Regions from separate parts of the Zea mays genome. Here regions 2 and 3 are each linked to region 1. A link is a contact called in public Hi-C data. All regions are on one chromosome and are shown on one strand. Each heading gives the region's core, a stretch centred on a gene start, on an enhancer-like site or on the middle of the called end of the contact. The rest is flanking DNA. Distances are from core to core; before and after follow the strand shown.

What was found. Hi-C and Micro-C count contacts between places; a contact is called where the count stands out from the background.
Region 2: a Hi-C map of root tip shows a contact between it and region 1, with 6 times the contacts expected there. The contact joins the promoter of LOC100285261 here to the promoter of LOC100277219 in region 1. A contact is called at or near these places in 10 of 25 Hi-C or Micro-C datasets (ear, endosperm, leaf and 3 more) and 1 of 3 datasets of contacts at active chromatin or transcription factors (leaf).
Region 3: a contact with region 1 is called in a Hi-C map of leaf, with 3 times the contacts expected there. The contact joins the promoter of LOC100278292 here to the promoter of LOC100277219 in region 1. A contact is called at or near these places in 2 of 25 Hi-C or Micro-C datasets (both in leaf).

Annotation. Positions count from the first base shown.
Region 1 is chr9:159,418,786-159,422,488 of Zm-B73-REFERENCE-NAM-5.0, reverse strand. It overlaps LOC100277219, which reads right to left and starts at 2,013. Exons shown (of 4, transcript NM_001150852.2): 1 at 1,831-2,013; 2 at 1,611-1,740; 3 at 1-1,379. The coding sequence starts at 1,313. The coding sequence ends at 753.
Region 2 is chr9:159,549,137-159,552,966 of Zm-B73-REFERENCE-NAM-5.0, reverse strand. It overlaps LOC100285261, which reads left to right and starts at 2,350. Exons shown (of 14, transcript NM_001158155.2): 1 at 2,350-2,431; 2 at 2,582-2,678; 3 at 3,002-3,085; 4 at 3,191-3,278; 5 at 3,375-3,479; 6 at 3,571-3,830. The coding sequence starts at 2,396.
Region 3 is chr9:159,241,297-159,244,926 of Zm-B73-REFERENCE-NAM-5.0, reverse strand. LOC100278292 reads left to right here and starts at 1,356. Exons shown (of 3, transcript NM_001151612.3): 1 at 1,356-1,936; 2 at 2,021-2,455; 3 at 2,556-2,944. The coding sequence starts at 1,499. The coding sequence ends at 2,750. It overlaps TRNAL-CAA (transfer RNA leucine (anticodon CAA)), which reads right to left and starts at 552; the gene lies at 469-552.

The DNA.
Region 1 (3,703 bases), core at 764-3,263:
AAAAGATAATAAGACGAAGGGAAAACCACCACTAAATGCAATTTTGAGATGAATGGTTCGAAACGGATTGGATGGCACATGCAATGGGACTGGGGTGACAAAGGAGATGAATAGCTAAAGTCAGTACAGACATGGAGGACAAAGAACATTGGATCGGGACTTCATAACAACTCCTCTGAGCATCTTCATTCCAAAAAACAGAAGTGCCAGAGGGGAGATCCTTGTGCGCTTTGCATAACACAGGGAGATGTTATGAAGGGAGGTGAGTCAGCAGGATGCAATGTGATACAGAATGCAAGTTTCAAGGGATGCAGCAATCCTACAGAAGACTACATATATGACAGAACTTGAACAGTACTAGCTAGCCTACAATGCCCTGCCTGAGATGAACTACATGACAAGGATTATGATATGAAGGCTGTGGCTACTGGTTAATGATGGGCAGGGAAGATGCAAATACTATAACATCTAAATGGAGTATTGGACTACTAATAGGCAACTACAAGGTACAAGGAACAAAGGTGACTCTGAAACTGCAGTGATATGCAAATCCACCAAATCTCCATTACCACAACATCCTTCTCACTGCATTTCCAAACTTCCTAAACTCCTCGCTGTGCTTGCTAACCGCCTACAGTACTGCTGCAGAAGGAACCACCGCCAGGTACACAGTGGTTATCCCCGGTTACCCTATACATACTACAAAGGTCAGTTGTAGTTAAACTATGTACACAGAACTACCCAACCGCCATTCAGTTATCCTCAATTTTGAGGTTAAGGATCCTCCTCAGATTCTCGGTGGCAATGGTAGCATCAGTACCACTGAAGAAGGTAACACCTGAGCCTGCAGTCGGCGATGAAGGTGCCGACTTGGCATGCACGGGCACCTCTTCGTCGTCTGACCGGTCAGCAGGTGGAAATTCAAGTGAGACACTGCGCTTCTGGTGGAGTGAGAACTTGGGGATCGGGAGGGAGCTGGGAGGCGGCGAATTGCAGAACCCCGGGCCAGCCCAGAGCTCAGGGCGAGAGGGAGGGGACGTCGAAAGGTTTATAGAGATTGCTCGGCTGCGCTTTTTCCCATGGTGAAGCTGATGTTTCGGTGTCTTGGGCTCAGGAGAGGAGCGGGTCAGTGCAACCCTCTGCGCGGGCGGGGATGGCAGGATGCCGACGGTGATGCCGGAGTGGAACGCCCGGCAGTTGCCAGCATGGTAGCTGCGCGTGGACTGAGGCGACGCTGCTAACGCCTTCTTCCGGCGACCCGAGAAGTGGTGGAGCTGGTGGTTGCGCTCCTCCGAGATGAGCAGAGTCTCCATGGCCCGACCCGAGATGATGCAGGTGCTCTGACTGGGACAGATCGTAGCGACGGATCCCACGAAACCCTAGCGCCAAAAGAAAAATCAAACGTAGAAGCTTATCAACACAGTGCATTTCGATCGCAGAAATGGCAAGCAGGACCAGAATCTGGACAAAAATATCAACATGGATGGTGAAACTATATTATTACGACACGGTGAATCGTAATGCAGAAATGGTTGTCTCTAGTGTACAGATCGCCAAATCATTCAGCAACAAAAAATAAGAGCAGAGGACACGGGTATACTGGTAGATACCTTCCAGATCTGCAGTCGAAGAACAGACCGAACCCCAGACAGAGCACTGATGGCGTCCCCACCTCGCACGATCACCGTCGCGTTTCACTCCTCCGTCCCAAACCAGATCCACGCGCAACGCGAGCAGTCACTGCATCCACAAAGCAAACCGCCGCCGCCGGTGAATCAGACGACCTCCCAAAGGGAAACCGCCAAATCGGAGCTCCGGCTCCCAACTCACCAAATGGATCCCCGCGGCCAGCGGGAATCTCCGAGGAACCCGCCGCTCGCTGCGCGGAGAAACTAGGCAGAAGGACCGCTCGTCGGCGCAACGGGGCGGATCTGGCCGGAAGGTCGCGCTTGCGGAGAGCGGACGGCTGGCGGTGGTTGGGAGTTGGGACTAGTGGGGAATGCAGGAGGTCGGATGGGAGCTAGACGACGACGGACTCGAAACGGTCGGCTGAGAGGCGGGTTTAATAGGGTCCGGGTGGCGTCCGTGAATCGTGTCCACCAGCGCTTACATGTATCACCTAAAATATTATTTTACACTATACACGATATTATTTGTAGAATAAAATTTGAATACTGAGTATGAAACTTGTGGAGACAGTAGTAGTAGTAGCTTTGGCCGCCCGTGCGTCACGTTCGTTGGGGACTTGGGGTCTGAGTCTGACTGGGCCGGCCTGCATGGGGTGGGGGCTCCGGCCGTTGATCTCGGCTGTCGGCGAGCGTGGACGGTGATCGGGAGGACGCGTGGTGAGGAAGTGACGTAGGCGTGTGTTTTGGTTCGGATAAGGGAGGCGTGAACAGGAAGAATGCGTTAGCATCACCAATAGAGCATCTTCAAGGTGGTCCACGGGTCCAACAGCTTCTTACTTATGCTCCCAATTTATTTGATATTCCTAAAACAAGACCCTCGCTAAAGAGTCAAGCCACCCTCGTCTCCAAGGGCGGATATGGGCCCTGGGCCACCTGGGCCGTGGACCGAGGCGCAACCCAAAAATCCTCTTATATATATATATTTTTCAACCAAAAAAATCTAGCTCAAAATACATTTCAGCCTAAAAATGTGGCCCAAAAGACATCCTGCTCGCATCGATTGAGCCTGGCGCTGACGGCCTCTCTCAGTCGCTCAAGTCACGAGAACATAGACTCTTTCAATTATTTCGCAAACCTGCGCGGTTGCGTTTCTTATGTTACCAGCGGCGCGACCGCCTTCATTCAGTCCTCTATCGCTCTCCACGCCTTTAGGCTAGGGGTGGGCGTTCGGGTTACCCGAAAATTTCGGGTCGGGTAATTCGGGTTTTCAAAATTTCGGGTTTTGAGAATCGATACCCGAAATTACAACGGGTTTTACAATACCCGAAAATTCGGGTACCCGAAATTTCGGGTTCGGGTTCGGGTATTCCCGAACTACCCAAACTATTGTGTCGACTTCATAAAAATACATACACCCTATTAAATTAGTATAAAATATAGTTTGAATAATGATATACATGGACATATAAAACACAAGCAATCTACAATCACAAGTTATGCACACATACACATAATTATAAATATACAAATTAATAATTAAGCATGACATGAGTACATGACACATGAAAGTTCGGGTAATTCGGGTATTTCGGGTACCCGATTGTGATACCCGAATTACCCGAACTAAATTCGGGTTTTGCAAGTTGCTACCCGAAATTCCCAAACAAAATTCGGGTTTCGGGTATTTCGGGTTCGGGTTCGGGTATTCCGGGTTCGGGTTTCGGGTTACGGGTTTTTTGCCCAGCCCTACTTTAGGCTCTACGAATTCGGTAAGGGCACAAGGCAGCAACCTCCGAGGCGGCCGGGCGGGCTCTGACTCAGGCATCCGCCACCGCAAGTCCGGCCTCCACCTCCACCAGTTCGCCTCTATCGTCCCTGTAGCAATGACGCGCGCGGCCTGCACTGGCACCACGCCACCGCCCAAATCTACCCCTGCCATTACATCTTTTCCCAAAGTATACAACTTCCTCAACCTGATTTCTTTTCTTTTCTTATTCATAGGCGAGGGCAAAGCGCCTCCCTGGCCAATGGGCAGCGACCACCTGAGCGGCAAGCGTTGTGTGCTGAGTGCTTCT
Region 2 (3,830 bases), core at 1,101-3,600, 130 kb before region 1:
CCCAAGTGGTGGTGGTCATTATTATATTTAAAAACTGACCGTCTTTTTCCACCCACTCGTGCAACATCCTTCTATGACAGTGGGACCATGGATCCAGGTCTGCCATATACACCTGACTTTTTAGGCACGTAGATGTAGCATTCAGTATATAGTTTTTTTTTTTTGCATTATACACATGAATCTAGCGTGTGTGCAATTGTAAAAGACAACAAAAGTTGTATGCCTGGCCATGATTTGGGGGAGGCGGTATGTGTCCTGTTGGTAGCATGATATTTGAACTCATGATCAGCCAACATGTACTTGTTGGAACAGAGAGACCAATGGCTGATCTGCTCCAACTCAGGCCTACTTTTATCTAAGGTGCCGTACACCCGTGGGAATCATGGATAAACTAAGCGGAAATGATGGGGCTCTGTTGGTAACCCTGGTCGTAATCTCTTGGTTCCAGGATTATGACGCTAATTGTTAACTATGTGTGGTTCAGACGGACTGGTCGCTTCTGCTAAGGCCGCCGTCCTGCCGTCTGAGCAGACGATCATTGAAAATGGATGCCACGTGATTGGCACAAAGGTTCTGCTGTCCTCTTCCTCAAGGTAATTCATTCTTGCCACTGTTTCGTTCCGCGCTAAATTTGATCGAGTACCATATGTATGGAAAAAAAAAATTCTAAAAGAACTGGCACCTCGTTAAAGAAAGAATCGCTGCTTCTTCTAAAACTCATGACTGTACCATATATATACTGTTCCACAGAACAAAGGTCTGCCATAATGTACGATGTATAGTGGCAGCAAAGTAGATGTATACATACATACATACATGTGCCGGTCCGGTCTCGGCCAAGAGGGGCGAGCTCATTTGTTCCGATCTTGATCCGGTCCAGTTCTGACGAAAGAAAAGGAAGGATGAGAGAAGAAATTAGGCGCGGCCCTTGGCTTTCGTTTTGCCATGACAGGAGCACGCTCTTTGATTCTTGAGTAGCAAGCACATGGAAAGAAGAGTGAATCCCTTGGGAGTAGGGAGTGACCACCACCATCCAGATTCCGGGGCGGCGCTCTCTCTCACACTCAGTCAGGACTCAAAAGGCACGCGGAACAACAAGAGTCCTCCAAAATCCGTGTGGCGACTGTGTGAGTGTGACTGGCAGCCGTAGCTGCATTCCATTCCATTGCATTCCATTCCAAGTAGCTTAGCCTCCTCCTGGAAACAGTATAACAGAGTTGTTTATACATTGAGCTATAACAAAGTTGCTTTTTTACGTTGAGCTGCTAAGAACAGAGCAGCGCTAGTACAAGTAGAAGGAAAGCATCTCGAGTTCTCCAATCCAACTCACACACTCTGCTCGCCGTACAGGGATAGCGATGCAAGATCCAGCAGGCTGGCCGGAGAGGGAGAGACCAGTCTCTCCTCGAGCCCAAGTACGAAAGCGTATCAAAAGAAGAAAGGAACAAGGTGGGGGAAAAAAACTAGGGGGGCCGTATCATATATCTGGTGCCGAAAAACGCCCTTGGAACGGAGAAAAGCAAGGTCGCGGTGAAGTGTGAGCAGCCTCTCCTCTAGTGGTTCTGCTGGGACGACACCACCAGCACTGCAGTACCACTACTAGTTAGTAAGTACGCTGCTGCACACAACAATATTCTTTTTTCTCTCCATAATACTACAAATACTGCAGTATCAATGTGGCTGTCCCTCCTCTTTTCCGCTGATGGAGTTGAGATGTTCTGCACTACTTTTCCACCCCGAATCCGGATGGCACCCGTACCGTAGTGCTTGTATGCCTTCTTTCCCTTTCTTCTACTTGTACCTACATGCTACTACAGGTGTACTACGTATTTTGCTCCCCCCACTTGGTTTTGCAAGCAAGACCAGCGTAAAAGCAGAGGAGACTGTCAGATTCCTCTTTCGCTTTATTCTCCCGCCCAGCCTCACACACACGTAGTTAGTGTTGGGCTACTCACACATGACACAACTTCGCCTCCCTCCAAATACCCAGAGTTTTGAAGCAGGGAGGAAGGAAGACAGAGCAGAAGCAGAGCGCTCTCCGTCTCCGGTCCAGTATCTCCGCTCGCCCTCCTCCCTCCTCCTCCTCCTTCGCTTCAGGTTCAGGAGCCAGTTAGAACATTGGTGTTAGCGCGCGCTCTTTCCTCCAAGCAGAATCAAGATTTTGTTCCCATCCTCAAGTACTTACTCCTCCTCTCCCCCACTCTCCAGCCGTCCTCTCTCCTTCTCCATCAAATCACAGGCTTTGTTTATAGGGAAAAAAAAACAAACAAACAAACAGTTGTCTCTGCGCCCGCCCGCCCGCCTTGGCTTCTTCTACCTACATCAGCTGTCCATTTCGCAGCACGCAGCAGCAGTCTCTACGCTACGGCTGCATGAGTGTTAGCTAGCAGCAAGGATGAGAGATGGCAGCAACACCACCAAGAAGAGCAAGGTATCTTCCGACTCCTCCCTCCCCTCCACCTTCACTCAGCTCTGCTGCATTTCTAAAAGTTAAATTACTAGTACGTCCCTCTCCATGCTCCTCCATTTTTGCGCCGTTCCTTGATGTTTTTGCCTGCTGCGGTGCCGGTGCGGCTTGTAGCTGTCGTGGTCCAAGAGCTTGGTGAGGAAGTGGTTCAACATCAGGAGCAAGGCCCACGACTTCCACGCCGACGATGTGGCCGCGATTGGTAGGACAGGTACGCGTTTCTGTGAGCTAGCTCTCGCCCTGTGCGCGTTTGTATCGTACGTATTCGTAGGCCTGGTTGCCCCCCCCCCCCCCCCCCCCCCCCCCCCCCGCATTGCTCCGGCAGTGAGCTCGCCATCTGTCTCATGAAGATCAGTTTTGCTGTCTCTTCAGCTTCTCATCTTTCTTGTCTTGTTCTTTCTCTTTTTCTTTCACCAGACACACCAGCTTTCCTGTGTTTTTTTTTCTTCCCACGAGCTCTTGTTACCAAGATATTGATACAACGCGCTGCTATCTTGGATTGGATGTTGCCTGATCGATGGTTTCTTGCTTCAGTTGCAGGAGGGGGCGATGACGAGTGGAGGAGGGGCAGCAGCTTCACCCGTAGGGAGCCGAGCACAGTGAAGAAGAGCAAGACAGGTGAGCAGAGTATTAGCAGGCTACGCCAAAGGCTTGTCCTTTATTTGCTACCTGGACTGTCACATTTCTGAATTGTTTCTTCGATGCCGTCGCGCGTTGATTCAGAGAGGTCCTCGAGGAGGAGCAATGGGCACTCGAGGCGGGGAAAGATTGACCTTGATGCCGCCGAAGCCACAGTGACATTGGACTATAGGTATACTACTGCATTGCCGTTGCAGAGTTAGTGCTCGTCGTACCCACCATTTCCAAAACTTAGACGGTTAGGTAACTTCTCGTGTGCTTGAAGTAGGATATTTGTTGCTACATGGAATGTGGGCGGCCGTTCCCCGCCAAATAACATGAGCCTCGAGGACTGGCTCCACGCTGCACCTCCTGCTGACATCTATGTCCTCGGGTACTTGTGTACATCTCGATCACGATTCTTGTGGCAGTGCTATTAATCAAGTAAGATTTCACCGGGTTTGTTGATGCTATTGTTTGTCTAGGTTTCAAGAAATTGTTCCACTCAATGCCGGTAACGTCCTTGGGACAGAGGACAATGTTCCAGCGAAGAGGTGGGTGTCACTGGTCAGGAGGACACTGAACAATTTGCCAGGTACTAGTGGCAACGGGAGCTTCCGGACACCATCTCCGGCTCCTAACCCTGTGGTGGAGATCGACGATGATTTTGAGGGTTTGTCATCGAAGCAGAACAGTGCAAGTTTCTTCCATCGCCGGTCTTTCCAGGCTGGGCTTAGTCGGAGTT
Region 3 (3,630 bases), core at 107-2,606, 180 kb after region 1:
TTTGTAGTGAATATATAGAGAAGTTGAGCCGTTTTGAGACCAGAATCTTGACTCTGGATGCTGGAGCTGCAAAAAACAGCTCCTCTCCAAGTACTTCGGCTCTTGTGGACAAGCACTACGAAACCGGGCCAAAATCCTTTTAAAGTTGTAGCGTATTTTGTTTATGTTGCAATACGAAAGCACTATAAACTCTAGATGGAAAAAGAAGAATGGCAATCCTAGTAGTTTTTCATGTTGCAATATGAAAGCAGTATTTTTTTTATATTGCAATACGAAAGCACTTTAGAATTCTACAGGAAAAAAAAAGAAGAAAACGTTAAAGAAGGGAAAATATGAAAACAATTTTTAAAGTTGTATCAGAAAAAATAAGAAACAATATTTTTTGTCTGGGAAAAAGAAAAAATGTCAGAAGTGGGATTTGGTGTCAAAATAAAAAAGAAAAATAAAAAGGCAGAAAAACAAAATAGATGTCAGAAGTGGGATTTGAACCCACGCCCTCGTTAGAGGATCAGAACTTGAGTCTGACGCCTTAGACCACTCGGCCATCCTGACTTGATGTTTTATTTAAATTAAGATCAGTATATATTTGTTGGACGATTCTTTAGTCATATGCATTCATATTCCGTACCACTCTTTGCCCTGTGCACTTGTGAGTTGTGTGATACGCTGCCCGCCCTGCTCTCCAAAATTTTCTTATATCAAGTATCTATTTTTCCCGTTATTTAGGCACTAGATAGTTTATCTATTGATCTTTAGACAATATGATTGACTAAACTTTAGGTTCTGAATTGGAACTCCGAAATGATTCCTAGCCGGATTACTTTTCTAATTTATATTAATTTTAATGAGCTGGAATGAATCCCGGTTCATTCCTGGACAAGCGAACGGGCCCTTAGTTAGATGAAACCAAATACCCTCTATTTCTCTAAACTTGTCTATCAAGAGCAGAGACGTAGCCAAAAAAATTATATGGAGAGACCATAAACAACATTTAATAGATTATATGTAATATATAAGTGTCTGATTTCAGTTTAAATTTAACTTAATTGACTACATATTTTTATTAACACATAAACAAAGAAATAACCAATATTTATCAAATCAATCACTATTTTTATATACTTAACTATTTAAGCAGTAATTAGTATGTATTTATATGTTTGTACAAATTTTAGGAGGTCAGGCTCCTGCCAGCCCTCTTGTCTACTCCACTGCTCAAGAGTTATGTTTGTAATTATACTAGCTGATCGTATAAGACTCGTCTAAAAATCCATAAACTCATGAACGTGAAATATAACGACTTCTCTTTCACGTTGGCATAGGATATGAGGCTGTAAGAGGGGGAAAAGAGCACGAAAAAGCGCGAGAACGAAAGGAATGAGGCGAGGAAGAAAGTATCGTCATCTATCCTAAGGCCATAGGATGTGAGGCTGCAGTGAACGCCGCTCCGCGTCTCCAGAGGGCTCTGCTCCTCCTCTTCAATCCCACTCCCGCCCCGATGGCCACCTCCTCCGTGCTCCCGCTCCACCTCCTGTCCTGCGCGCGCCGGGCCAGCACCAGCACCAGCACCGCCGCGCGCGCCTCCGCGGCCCCGGCGGTGGCGGCGACGACCGCGCAGTCCCTGGAGGAGTCGTTCGGGCGGAAGGGCCTGCGGTTCGTGGCCGACCCGGCCGGCGGGCCCCTCGCCGCGGAGCTCAGCGTGCGGAACGGCAGCTCGCTGCATCTCCGCCTCGGCGACGGCCTCGTCACGTCCTACCGGCCCAAGGTGTACTGGAAGGACGACGGGTGCCGGGAGGTGCTGCACACCGTGGCGGGCAAGGGCGGCGTCGGCCTCGTCCTCAACGACGCGACGTCCTCGTCCGCCCAGCCGTCGCTGGTCGACGGCGCCGAGTGGGCCGTCAGGGACGCCGACTCCGACTCCTACGACGCCGTGCAGGTGCTTTTTTTTTTCTATTCTTTTGTTTTGATTCCCCCGCAGCAAAAAGAAAAGAAAAGAAAAGATACGTGACTGAAACTGCAGGTGGAGCTCGGGTGCACCATAGGGAAGCTGGACATCTCGTACGTGGTGACGCTGTACTCGCTGAGCATGGCGACGGCGGTGATCGTCCGGAACACGGGCAGCAAGCCGGTGGCGCTGACAGGCGCGGTGCTGAGCCACATCAAGTTCGACAAGCGAGGCGGCACGGCCGTGGAGGGCCTCCGTGGCTGCCCCTACTGCTCCTACCCGCCGCCGGCCGCAGCCTTCAGCCTCCTGTCCCCGGCCGAGGCCATGAAGCGGGAGGACCCTGGCTGGTTCGGCGGCGCCGAGGAGCTGCGCCAGGGCGTCTGGACCGTCGAGGAGGACCTCTACACCACGCTCAAGAAGAAGGTGAGCCGGGTGTACGCCGCGCCGCCAGAGGAGAGGAAGAAGCGCGTCTACAGCACCGCGCCGTCCAAGTTCACCACCATCGATCAGGTGGTTTCCGCCGACCAACCATGCTATGAAATTATTAAATTCTTTTTCATATTCTCCATACTGAATCGAACGTTGCTTTGATACGATGATGAATCTGCAGTATAGCGGGCTCGGGTTCAGGTTGGTGAGGATGGGGTTCGACGACATGTACCTCTGCAGCCCGGGAGGCATGTACGACAAGTTCGGCAAGGACTACTTTCTGTGCACGGGGATGGCGTCCATGTTGGTGCCCGTCGTCGTCAACCCCGGCGAGGAGTGGAAGGCGGCGCAGGTCATCGAGCATGACAACTTGTAACTTCTTCTTCTTCTTTTGGTCAACGGAATTACAGAATCGAATGGCGCGCGGCTCCATTCTCGAATACATGTCGATGGTCCGATCTCCAGTGAGATATATACATCAATACAGATAGTTCTTTCCATGGGAAGTGTTAAACATTGAATGTAAAATGAGAAAGTGAATGAGAAAACTATCATTTTTATTGATCTTTGAAATCTCTACTATATAGAGCACGAGTTTATTTCATTCGGGCGTCACCCCTCCTCTTTCTGCATAATTGTGTACAAGTGAGGATTCAAACCTCGTAGGGATTCAAACCTTGATTGTTGTCTCCATGTTCATATCCGCCTATCAAATGTAACATACGTATTTATATTCAAACATAATACAGATATTTTTATGAAAAAATAAAAAATAAAGCAGATCCCCGCCATTGCCATATCTCAAGCCCAAACACGACACAATGATCAGGTCAGATCGACACAGGCCCGATGGACAATGGACCTTGCCATACTCGGACCGGGCTAAACCGTGTTGGGCTACGAGCCGCCTAGCAGATCAGGATCATTTGGACATGTATACCCGTAGACCAGTGATACGCCATGTAGCAGGCACCGACGCAGTCAAGATGATGGCATGTGCAAATGAGGCTATCACGTGTCATCGTAATTGTCAGGTTATCGATTGAGATAAATGAGTTTCTGATTTAGTAAAATTAGGATTAGTTAGGTTTAATTCGAGGTTGTAATTGTTTGATTGAGTGGTGGAGGTGCATCGACGTAGGCACCTGTCGTGACACCGTCGCGCCACACTGTGAATCCTGAAGTTGCGTTGGAACGTGTTTGAACAACTATCTCGACGGGAACCTCTCGGATGTACACCTTGGTGGTGGCATCAT